Linked DNA regions of Mus musculus: region 1 is linked to region 2. A link is a contact called in public promoter capture Hi-C data. All regions are on one chromosome and are shown on one strand. Each heading gives the region's core, a stretch centred on a gene start, on an enhancer-like site or on the middle of the called end of the contact. The rest is flanking DNA. Distances are from core to core; before and after follow the strand shown.

Region 1 (5,268 bases), core at 2,323-4,822, 760 kb after region 2:
GTTAAGTTTTTACTGCTGTGAACAGACACCGTGACCAAGGCAACTCTTATAAGGACAACATTTAATTGGGGCTGGCTTGCAGGTTCAGAGGTTCAGTCCATTATCATCAAGGTGGGAGCATGGCAGCATCCAGGCAGGCATGGTGCAGGAGAAGGTGAGAGTTCTGCATCTTCATCTGAAGGCTGCTCGCAGGATACTGGCTTCCAGGCAGCTAGGGTGAGGGTGCTATACCCCACAGCCACAGTGACACACCTAGTCCAAAAAGGCCACGCTTCCTAATAGCGCCACTCCCCGGCCCAAGCATATACAAACCATCACAGTAGGCTTCCTTATGTTTAAGATCTATTTATTATGTTATTTTTTTTACAAGTACCAAAGGCCCTCCCTCTTTTTCCAGGTAAATACACATGAATATAAAAGCCAATGATTTTGCACCCTGCCCACCACCTGCCCCTCGCTGTGTTCTAGGCGAGGCCTCTGCCAGAGCTGCTTCCCTCTTGGCCTGTTCTCCAAGCAGCACTCAGTCGTCCTCTTGCTCATTTCTTTTCTGTCAAAGGAAAGCAAGATTCTGTTGAAGAAGCATACCCTGTCTGACCACCGTTTCTCTCAGGAAGGGAAACTTTCTAAAGGTCTTCACAAAAGATGTGGCTAGAAATTATGGAAAAGCAATCTTTTTTGGGGGGGGGGAGGGGGGTTTCGAGACAGGGTTTCTCTGTATAGCCCTGGCTGTCCTGGAACTCACTCTGTAGACCAGGCTGGCCTTGAACTCAGAAATCTGCCTGTCTCTGCCTCCCGAGTGCTGGGATTAAAGGCGTTCGCCACCACACCCGGCTGGGAAAGCAATCTTTAACTAGCTTGATAAACTGGGTGATACCTGGCTCCTAGGTGACGACCCTCAGGCGTCTGAATACTTTCTTCTCTTTATTACACAGGCCCACATTCACGATTACCGTTGGTAGCAGACGAGACTAGATCTTCGAGCCCCTGACAACATACATACTTCAAAGCTAGCAGAATGAAGATTTTTCTAAATGACTGTGTCATAAAAGTATCTTCTGTCATCCTGATGATAAAGCATTCCTTCAACTCATAGTTCCTATTTATGTATAGAGCCTAACTCCTTCACTGCCTCTTTGTTCTATAAAAGTCCAGGGGCCGAGGGTGGAAAGCCCAGCGTGAAAGGATGACCAGCACCCACACTTCCATGTACTCTACCAGCTTAAGGAAATCGATGAGCTTGTGAGCATCCTCCCCGGTGGAAAGGTCTACAAAGTCCTTGGGCAGCCCGAAGCTCAGATAGGGGCTGGGCTGCACTGTGACTTCACTGTTTGTGCAACGGAAGGCTGGAGAATCCTTTACAAATAGAAAACAGAAAGTCTGTCATTTTATTGTTTCAGGTCTATTTTCCAAACTAAAAGAATGACAGCAGTACAATTCCAATGCCATTGCTTTCATCTATACCAGAGCAGGAAGAAAACAAGACCCTAAAGTTAAAACAAAAAAAGGCACCAGGAATTTAAAACAATTCTACACACTCATGAGAAATGAACAAAAAGCCTTTCAGAGTAGCATTCCCTGGAGAGCTAGGTGGGTCTCTAAGAGCTGCCTGTGTACGACACTGTGATGTGGAGAAGCTCCTGAGTAAACCACAGCCTGTTGTTAGTCAGCTCTGTGCCCAAGCAATGCCAGGTAGGCCAGAGCTCTGTACTCATCATCTTCTACAGGTGGGTAGTTGGGAGGTAGGCTCCCTCCCGCAAGAACTCTGCAAGGGCAAATGCGTATTCTGACTTCCATAACCTTTTTATATTCCTCTTAGATCATCTGCAACCTCATTATCTATGTGAGCTGCATGCAGGTTCACAGGTTACTAGTCACCCAAGTCATGCTTTAACATACTCGGTCAAATCTTACATATGATATTTATATGTTGCCTTAAGCCAAAAAGGACTCCAGACAGAAAGCCTTGACTTTGGAGTTCCCAGGTGGCAGAAATCTAGGTGAGGATGGTTGGTGTCCAGCAGAGGAAGACAAGACAGGAACTAGAATACACTGGCACCAGGAAGCCCCAGAAAGCAGCCACATCTTACACAGATGAAGCAGTCACCTGACACACATCATCGGCTGTGTGCTGGACTTTGTTCTGGGAATGGGGTATAAGTGGTGAGACTGGGAGACAGACAGATGGTCAGTAAGTGAGCAAGAGCGTGAGCTAGACTGTGTCTCACAGTGAGAAGAGTTAGGGACACCAAGAACTGGGCAATTTGCTAAGACGGTGAACAAGGAGGATGTCTTTAGAGGGGTGATCTCGCTAAGGGGCACCTGGGCTGAGAGCCAAACAAGGCACAGAGCAGTCTTTGGAGACAGCTAGAGCACAGAATTCCCAGCAGAGCTGGGCTTCCTAGCTTTCTGGAGTAGAGGGAGGTGCTCGTCCCTGTGGTCCAGGGACAAGCAGGGCACATGCTAGGGAAGGAGCCAGAACCAAATGCTGCCAAGGCCCAATTGCTAAGATTTACAAGTAAGTAAGAGACCATGTGCACAGAGATTAGTCCTGTAAAACCACTTCTGTTCAACAACTGTGTCTCTCCTGCTTAACTTACGGCCTCTTCCCATCTTTCAATTTAATGGCTAGCTAGAACAATATCCCTTCACTGGTTGACATGACAAACATGAACAGGGCTTGGCACTGTGCTAGCCCCTCCTTTGAAAACCTGAGTCTAATGCAGGAGGCAGTACTGGAATCAACAGGGACTAGAAATGGTTTGTCGAGGAGCTCATTAGGCTAAGCATTGCTCTGACTCAGAGATGCAAAGGAAGGGCCAAAGATGGCGCAGGACAGAGGAATGATCAAAGCAATGGGAGGATGGGCGAGGTACAGCACGCTCCTCGTGAAGGCCAAGACGGCAGAAAAGCAGAAAAGGAGAGTGTATCTCTCAAGAGAAGAAACAGTGTCGGAGCAGGAAGGTGCCTGTTGGGACTCACTAAGAGAAGGGCTGTGTGTCTGTCCCTCACCAGAGGTTAAAAGCCACTTAGGGTCCTTGCCAGGGGCAGGGTCTACAGAGTGGTAGGACAGAAGCTGGCTGCCAGAGGACTGACAAAGTGAGGGCAGGTAGCAAGAGACGAGGGGAGCGGCTGCGCTGAGACGCAGCTCAGAAGCTCTCACAGCTGTTCCACAGCTGGACTTACTTAGGGTCCCTGCCTGAGCACGAGCATGGCCAGAGGTTGTTCACTTGAGCAAGGTCAATGTAGCTGCAGCTACCACTGAGTCTGCCTCTTCCTCTCCCGGAAACGGTGAACTTTGCTCCTCAGACAAGCACATATTCTTTTGTTTAAGGGTAAAAAAGGGTAATATAAATGTATTTAAAGATAAGCTAGCTGAGAAGATGGGAGAAAGGAAGAGTGTAGTGAGTGAAAAATGTGCTTAAAGAAAAAAAATTCAGATGGGATCTACGTGAACTTGGCTGAACCCTAACGGACAGGAGCAGACAGAAAAGAGGCTGAGAACCAGAGAGAGCTCAGGGCGTAGGGCAGACAAGGGTCAGCTCTGCAGAGGACTGGGCTGAGAAGGTTTTGTTTCTAGAGGAACTGAGAGGATCTGCGGAGAGGAAGGCAGGAACAACGGCTAGATGAGGAGAGGAGCCAAGAGAAGTGGGACCAGCCTGGGACCAACTGAGATGACAGCTGGCCAGACAGTGGTCATGAAAGCAGAGGTGACACTGTGACGAGACGGACATGTTGCCACTGCTCTCTGTGATTACTCAGCGGGGAGCAAGGACCAGAGAAGCCATTGTGTGAATCTCAAGGGTGAAGGTTTTTCCAAGTGAACATGACAGGCAGAGATAATAAAAGTAGAATAAGCAGAAAAAGTCAGCTTTCCAGGGAAGGGCCTGAGCCACGTGGACGCCCCTTTAACACTGTGACAGGAAGGAAGGGCTAGTGAAGCTGTGTCTACTTGACCCTTTCCTAGTGGTCCAGGTCCTAAGTATGCACATCAAGGGAGGGGTGAACAGACGGAAATGGTCGGTCTCACCTGCTCCTGAGCATCTCCTTCAGTGACCTCACCACGTAGGTTGTTCTCAGATGTTAGCTCTTCCCAAGTAAACAACAGTGAGTCTGTGACCTCCCCAAATGGATTAAAGTCAATGAGCCACACCTTCCCCTAGAACAGACAGAAGAAAACAAACAAAAACCAACCAATCAAACCCAGCTAAGTATAAAATAAAGCAAACACAACCTATGCTCTCTTATTTAAAAGGTATTTTCCTCTCAGGAGGCAAAGGCAGGTAGATCTCTGTGAGTTCAAGGTCAGCCTGGTGTACAGAGTGAGTTCCAGGACAGCCAGGGCTGCACAGAGAAACCCTGTCTCGAAAAACAAAACAAAACAAAAGGCATTTTCCTGTATTTTCCCTTACAGGTCATCCATGTAGCACATCCTGTGTGTATGACAGAACTTGAAAGCATATGAAGGGAAGAGGACTATCAATCTCTGAAAAGGGCTTTCTCGTCCACCCTGTTCAAGTGAGCTGAGTGGGGATGCCTCCCTGCTCTGTGGTCAGCACAGAGTATGTGCAGTCCAGGAAATCAGAGCCCATGCATTTGATTGCAGAGCCACTTAGGACACACGGCAGACATGGCTCCTGACATTCTTATCTTTGTTCCTCTGGTTTATGTTCACTCATGCTCCATCCCCGCCCCCAACCCGTGTGCGCACACATTTGGACATGCCAAAGGAGAATGCTGAGAGACAGCATTTTGTCTAAGTTAAAACACAATTTTAGAGGAGATGCCTTAATAGGGCTTGCTTTAGAAATATCCAACCAATGGCATGGAGCCTTTTCAAGTTTTCACCATGTGTCACATGAGTAAGGTTTCTATTTTGTATAACCCCCAAGAGAAATCCTATCAGTTTCTTTTGCCACTTGAGCCATTTGCACACATCAGTCTGGTACCCACTTCTATATTCTTAGACTATGTGAAGTAATACTAAATAATACTAGCCATTGGTCAAAAAGCCAGATAAAGAGCTGGCATAAAGCCCTCCCTTTTGACCAAAGGGAGTAGGATGTCTAGAAAAAGACAAAATTGGATCCACACTGCAACAAGTATGTGAACAAACACCAACGAGATCAAAAAGAAATCACACAGCAAGAGATCAAAATAACCCAGCAGCAATCTGTATATAAGACAGCTAAACATGAAAGCATTAGAAACAATGAATAATTCTCAAAACAAACCCAAGCCTGCAGCACTACTAATATCAGATAAAATATA
Region 2 (5,194 bases), core at 2,067-4,566:
AGTTTAAGAGAGTTATAAAATTTTTTTGTTTTTTAATGAAGTAAAAAGGCCTGGGGGATTACCCAGTCCCTAGTGCCTGCTGTGTGTATGAGATCTGAGGCCAGTTCCTCAGCATCCATCTAAAAGGTAGATATGGTGATAACTCTTGCTTGCAACCCTAGTCCTGGGGATGCAGAGACAGGAGGGTGCCTGGTTTGCTGGCTGGCCAGCCTAGCCAATTGGTAAGCTTCAATAAGAGAGACCCTCAGAAACTAAAGTGGCCTGTCTCAAAGAAAATACCAAAGTCAGCTTTTGACTTCCACATGAACATGCCAATATGTACATGGACCCCACCCCCTACACCCTGCCCCCTCTGGAAAAGGAAAAGAAAACATGGTGCTTATGTCAGAGACCTGTAATCGTAACTACTCAGGAGATTGAGCAGTAGGCTTGCAAGTTCAAGGTCTGCTCAAGTAACTCTGAGACCCTGTAAGAGGGAAGGCAGGAGGGTGTAGCTCAATAGTAGAACATTTGCCAAATATGCAAGAGGCCCTAGGCTTATTCGAACATCCTTACTAATTTAAACTAAATGCTGTAAAACCAGGGTTCCAAGTTCAGTGCCAGCAGGCAAGATGGCCTTGCACAGTCTCAGCCAGTAGATGGCTATAGCTAGCTGTCTCGCTCCACTGTTGACAAGGAGCCCAGGCTCTCAGCTTTCCTACAGACACACCCTCGGGAAGTAGGAAAAGCCCTTGCCCTGCCTGGAGACATCAGCACCCCCTCCATACACAAGTCACGTTTTATATACAAGCTGAGGTGAAAAGCTATAATAATTCTGTTACAACTGATAACCGCAAAGCAGTTCTTGAGAGTGGATTTAGTTGAGGGGTCATTTGGTGGTTCAATCCCCAGGCTATGGAAGTACCTTTGCTCTGTAAATACCTGTTGCTTGGTTAGTTCTTCAATTGTTTTCAGTGCCTTATTATGTTCTTGAAGGAGCTTGTTGTGAGTTGCCTGCAGAGTGGCTAACCTGGACCTATTAAAATGTGATATTAAAAGTGGAATAATGAGGGAAATATCACAGAAGCCCATCCTCCTGTCTCCCTAACAGACTTTGAAAACTCAAGTAGAAAAATCTCTTGGTTTTTTTCCATCCCACCAACTTTTAACTCTCAGCTTGACAGGACCAGGAGTCACCTGAGGAAAGTCTCAGTGAGAGATCGCTTCCATCAGGTTGGCTCAGGGGCCTGTCTGTGAGGACTGTCTGCACTGCCTTTACCCATGTCGGATGACCTGCCACATGAAAGCAGTGACACCGGCCAGTCCCTAGCTTAGGGCTCTCGATTATCCCAGCACTCGGGTGTAAGAGGCAGGTGGATCTCTGTGAATTCTGGGACAGCCAGAGAAACACAGACCAATCCTGTCTCAAAAAACAAAACTAAGCAATAGAAGTAGGCAAGGCAAGCTGAGAACTAAGCATTCATTTCTCTCTGCTCTTGACATGATGTGAATGGGCTTCCAGCCCAGAGCGCCTTGGCCAACTCCCTCCCAGTGAGTGGCTGGACCGTGTAAGCTAAGATAACCCCTCTGTCCACGAAGTTGCTTTGTCAGGCTATTTTATCATGGAACAGAAATGAAACTACAGCCACCACTTGTCAGCATTTTTCTTACTCTCAAAGAAAATGGTATCTTCCATAAGACTGTCTTTCTCTCAAAAGATAGAATAAAAATAATTTTCCTATTTTTGCTACAACGCAAAACTTTAATCTGTCCAGGAGTCTCCTAGACATCTAGTTTCCAGATGGTAAAACAGATTTTATGCCATGACTCCCAGGTACACCCCCACCCCCACCCCACCCCATCTGTATTTGGCCAGCTGTCCTTCCCCTTCTGGGTGAGCTGCCGCCCCACCCCGCCCCGCCCCCGCCCCGCCCCCACCCCACGCACACAGGTGCACACACTCACTTCTCCTCCTCTGTCTTGGCCTGCTCCATCTTGATTTCGGAGCGCATGCTCTCCACCTGCAGCTCTAACTTCTTGTTACTGTAAACGAGCTCTTGCTTTTCATTCAGCTCTGATGGTGTTGCAGAGTTCTTCCTCTCCAGAGCCTGACACCTGAAAAAGATGAATATTCCCCGAGGAGAAACAACACTTTGTCACTCTCCCTGGCTTCTGCACAAATCCTCAAGAGGATATCAAGTACAGAGTGTGGTAGGGCCACAGGGCAAAACACTTTGTTCTTTTTGCTTCAGGTTTGCTTTCTTGTTTTGTTTCTTCCCGCCTTATGGTGGGTGGGATATTTTAAACATCTTATATTTTTAATATATTTTTACCCAACCTGAACTAAGGAGCAAATTACAGCAAAATCCCTGGGCACCCTTCAGAATCTAAAGTCTGCCTGTCACAAAGACTCTCATTTCTGATGAGGATCCAGTAAGAGGAAAGGAAAGCCCCGAGCATCTCCTATGAGAGCCGAAAGACAGATACACTATGGCTATGTGCAGGGTGTTAATGCCAAGTACAGCAAATCTCTCACATCACAATACTATATGTAGCTCTGTACAGGGGTTACAGAGGTTGGTGCTCTTCACAGCACAGTGCAAGTCCTCTTGTGTCCTTATGACCCGTGTGACAACAGCTTCAGGAATACACACCAACACTAAGTTCTCTTTTTCTGAACCGTCTATCAGGTCCCTGCTTGTTTTAATACAGTAACAAAACTGCTTTGCTACAGTAACGCACTTCATAAATCATGCGAGGAAATTAAATGAGTTATTACTTTTCTTGAAGTCTCTTCTTCATCAGCTCAGCCTCACTGAGTTTTGTGTGTGCCTCTTGAAGCTCCTTAAACAGAGAGGTCACTTGAATGCTCAGTGTTTCCACTTCGCTTCCAACCTGTCAGACAATGTCAGACATTCACGTGAGACAGAGCATTCGAGAGGAGGTGGACCTTGTGTGAGGAGAAAGTATGGACCACTAATATCCAGCTAACACGGAAACCCTGAGTAGACTTGATTTGCGCAAGACTTCCCCAAGTGACTTATGTGAAAAGCAGTCTGGGCAAGCTTGTGTTTCTGTGCACCACATCCACTATCAGTCTAGGCCTGTGTGATAATGGATTTACTGCTAAACCTGGACCTACTCAGGCTTCTGGGATCACAGGTCACCAGGTCAAAATATAACTTTATTCGTGTGGGGAAAGACTCCGAGACTATATTGCCTTGCCAATGTCTGCTTCTAGCTTACGTAATTATTTGTTATCCAGCTCTTCTCCCGGAAGCCCGCCAGTTGTCAATTTGCATATGAGTTTTATCCGAGCTTAGAAACATCAATACTTTCCCATTAACTGTTGGTCCATCAGTTAACGGTGTGCTGTTCTGGCAGCGTGCTCTCTTCATGTAAGCTCATCCTGTTCTCTCTCCACCTTCCCCACCCCCGTTTTGCTTTTGCACTCATGCTGATCTGGAATTTGCTGTCACATAAGCTGTCCTTAAATCTGAAATCCAACTGCCTCAGTCTACCAGACACCAGACTCATAGGGGTATGCACCACTGTACCAGTCTTCAGTGTTCTCCATTGTCTTAAGGTTGGGACTCAGAGCCAGAGAAGCCGCTGCACGTCTGTAATCCTAGCATAGCAAAGGCAGGGAACATCGTAGTTCCTCTCCTAGGCTACGTGTGAGTCTGAGCTCAGCCTAGGCTGGATAAGACACAATCTCAAAATTTAAAAAAATAAAGAGAAATGAAAGGGAAAGGAAGGACATAGCCAGTGTGTGTGTGAGTGAGTGTATGAGAGAGTGTGTGTGTGTGTATGTGTGTTGAATGTGTATGAGTGTGTGTGTGTGTATGAGTGTGTGTGTGAATGAGTGTGTGTGAGTGTGTATGTGAGTGTGTATATGAGTGTATGTGAGTGAGTGTGTTTGTGAGTGTGTGAGAGTGAGTGTGTGTGTGTACTGATGAATACATGAACAGAAGGATCATTCTATATGTCTCTCGTACAGACTACTGTGAACTCTTTAATTTCCTGGCTTCAGGAACTTTTCCTAAACTTAAAACTCTTCAGGCTCAAGGGCATAAGTTATTCAGGAACTTTTTTTTTTTTTTTTTAAACGCTAATTCCTTTGTTCCCTACCAGTGCTGGGACAGAGCCAAGATCTTTCCATTCTAAAGTCTCAGATTCATGTTCACAAAGGACATCTTATAAGTCAGTCAAAATGTCTTTTTCTGGTGGTGGACTTAAGGATTCAGGAGATGCCATCAGACAAGGAGAGATATGAGAGTGTACAGACTGGTTCACATCTTACTGACATGCACTTCAAATTCAGGATAAGGAAATGAAAACGAAAGAAGTAGAAAGTATTCTGAAACAAACAAGTTTCCATTTCTAAGGTAAATAGTGCAACGTAAGACTTGAACCCAGCAACCACGTCACCAACGGGGACATGCCAGGGACGTGCCAGTCCTTTGGCGGTGCTGTACCCACACTCTCTTGGCCTTTGTCCTCCTTCTCTCTGTCTGCTCTCCTCGCTGTCTGCTTCTCAGTAGAAGAATGGCCATTTGCTTTCTTTTCAAAATCTGAAATTCTGAAAACAACAAAACAAAACACCAACAACATCAGAATGTAGAGAAGTTTTACTTTCTGTTTAGACACACGAGGACAAGCAGCTGTAGAGGCACTCGAATGCACGTGTCAGAGCCTGGAGAAAGGCAGGGCTTCAATGTCTCTTTATATTTGCCTCTTTAGCAGTCATCTTGCTTTTATCCTATTGCTGACTAGAACTCCTGTGATGAATACATACAGATGAATACATAAGATGAATACATACAGAATACAGATGAAGCAAAGAGGTGGGAGACTTTTGGCTAGGCAGATCTCAGAAAATATTCTCTTCTCATATTCTTCCTCAGTAAGTCAGTAGAGATACAGTGTACTTTACTAAGGGGGAAAGAGTAAGAAAGGCACTGGGTTAAGGAAATGGGATCCAACAGTGGCGAGCTGAGGAATTCTATAGGATGCTGAATTGGAATGAGGAATTCTATAGGAATTCTATAGGATGCTGACTAAAAGCGGTCTTAGGAACGACTACAAAGTAGTGGAATCAAGATACCTTAAGAACAATCCGAGTCGTAATGAATTGACTGTAATGAAGAGACTGGCTCCCAGGGAAACCATGAAGCTATAACTAAACAACCCTTTCAAACCTCACAGTGAGTTT

What was found. Capture Hi-C pulls out chosen DNA fragments and counts their contacts.
Region 1: a contact with region 2 is called in a promoter capture Hi-C map of adipose tissue. The contact joins two enhancer-like sites. A contact is called at or near these places in 5 of 39 promoter capture datasets (the C10 cell line, cranial neural crest, frontonasal cranial neural crest and 2 more), 1 of 15 datasets of contacts at CTCF or cohesin (large pre-B cells), 1 of 115 datasets of contacts at active chromatin or transcription factors (large pre-B cells) and 2 of 9 other capture datasets (adipose tissue and embryonic stem cells).

Annotation. Positions count from the first base shown.
Region 1 is chr2:5,794,334-5,799,601 of GRCm38.p6, forward strand. Cdc123 (cell division cycle 123) reads right to left here. Exons shown (of 13, transcript NM_133837.5): 11 at 4,028-4,156; 12 at 1,216-1,353; 13 at 1-547. The coding sequence ends at 521. Among named protein-coding and RNA genes, the nearest start is that of Gm29984, 29 kb to the right of the region's middle. Within about 2 kb of position 3,573, at least 12 of the 459 cell types and tissues checked have an H3K27ac peak or open chromatin away from gene starts, as enhancers often do. A contact at or near this core is called in adipose tissue, where this site is marked.
Region 2 is chr2:5,032,210-5,037,403 of GRCm38.p6, forward strand. It overlaps Optn (optineurin), which reads right to left. Exons shown (of 14, transcript NM_001356487.1): 7 at 4,462-4,561; 8 at 2,759-2,874; 9 at 1,945-2,094; 10 at 922-1,015. Among named protein-coding and RNA genes, the nearest start is that of Mcm10, 22 kb to the left of the region's middle. Within about 2 kb of position 3,317, at least 21 of the 459 cell types and tissues checked have an H3K27ac peak or open chromatin away from gene starts, as enhancers often do. A contact at or near this core is called in adipose tissue, where this site is marked.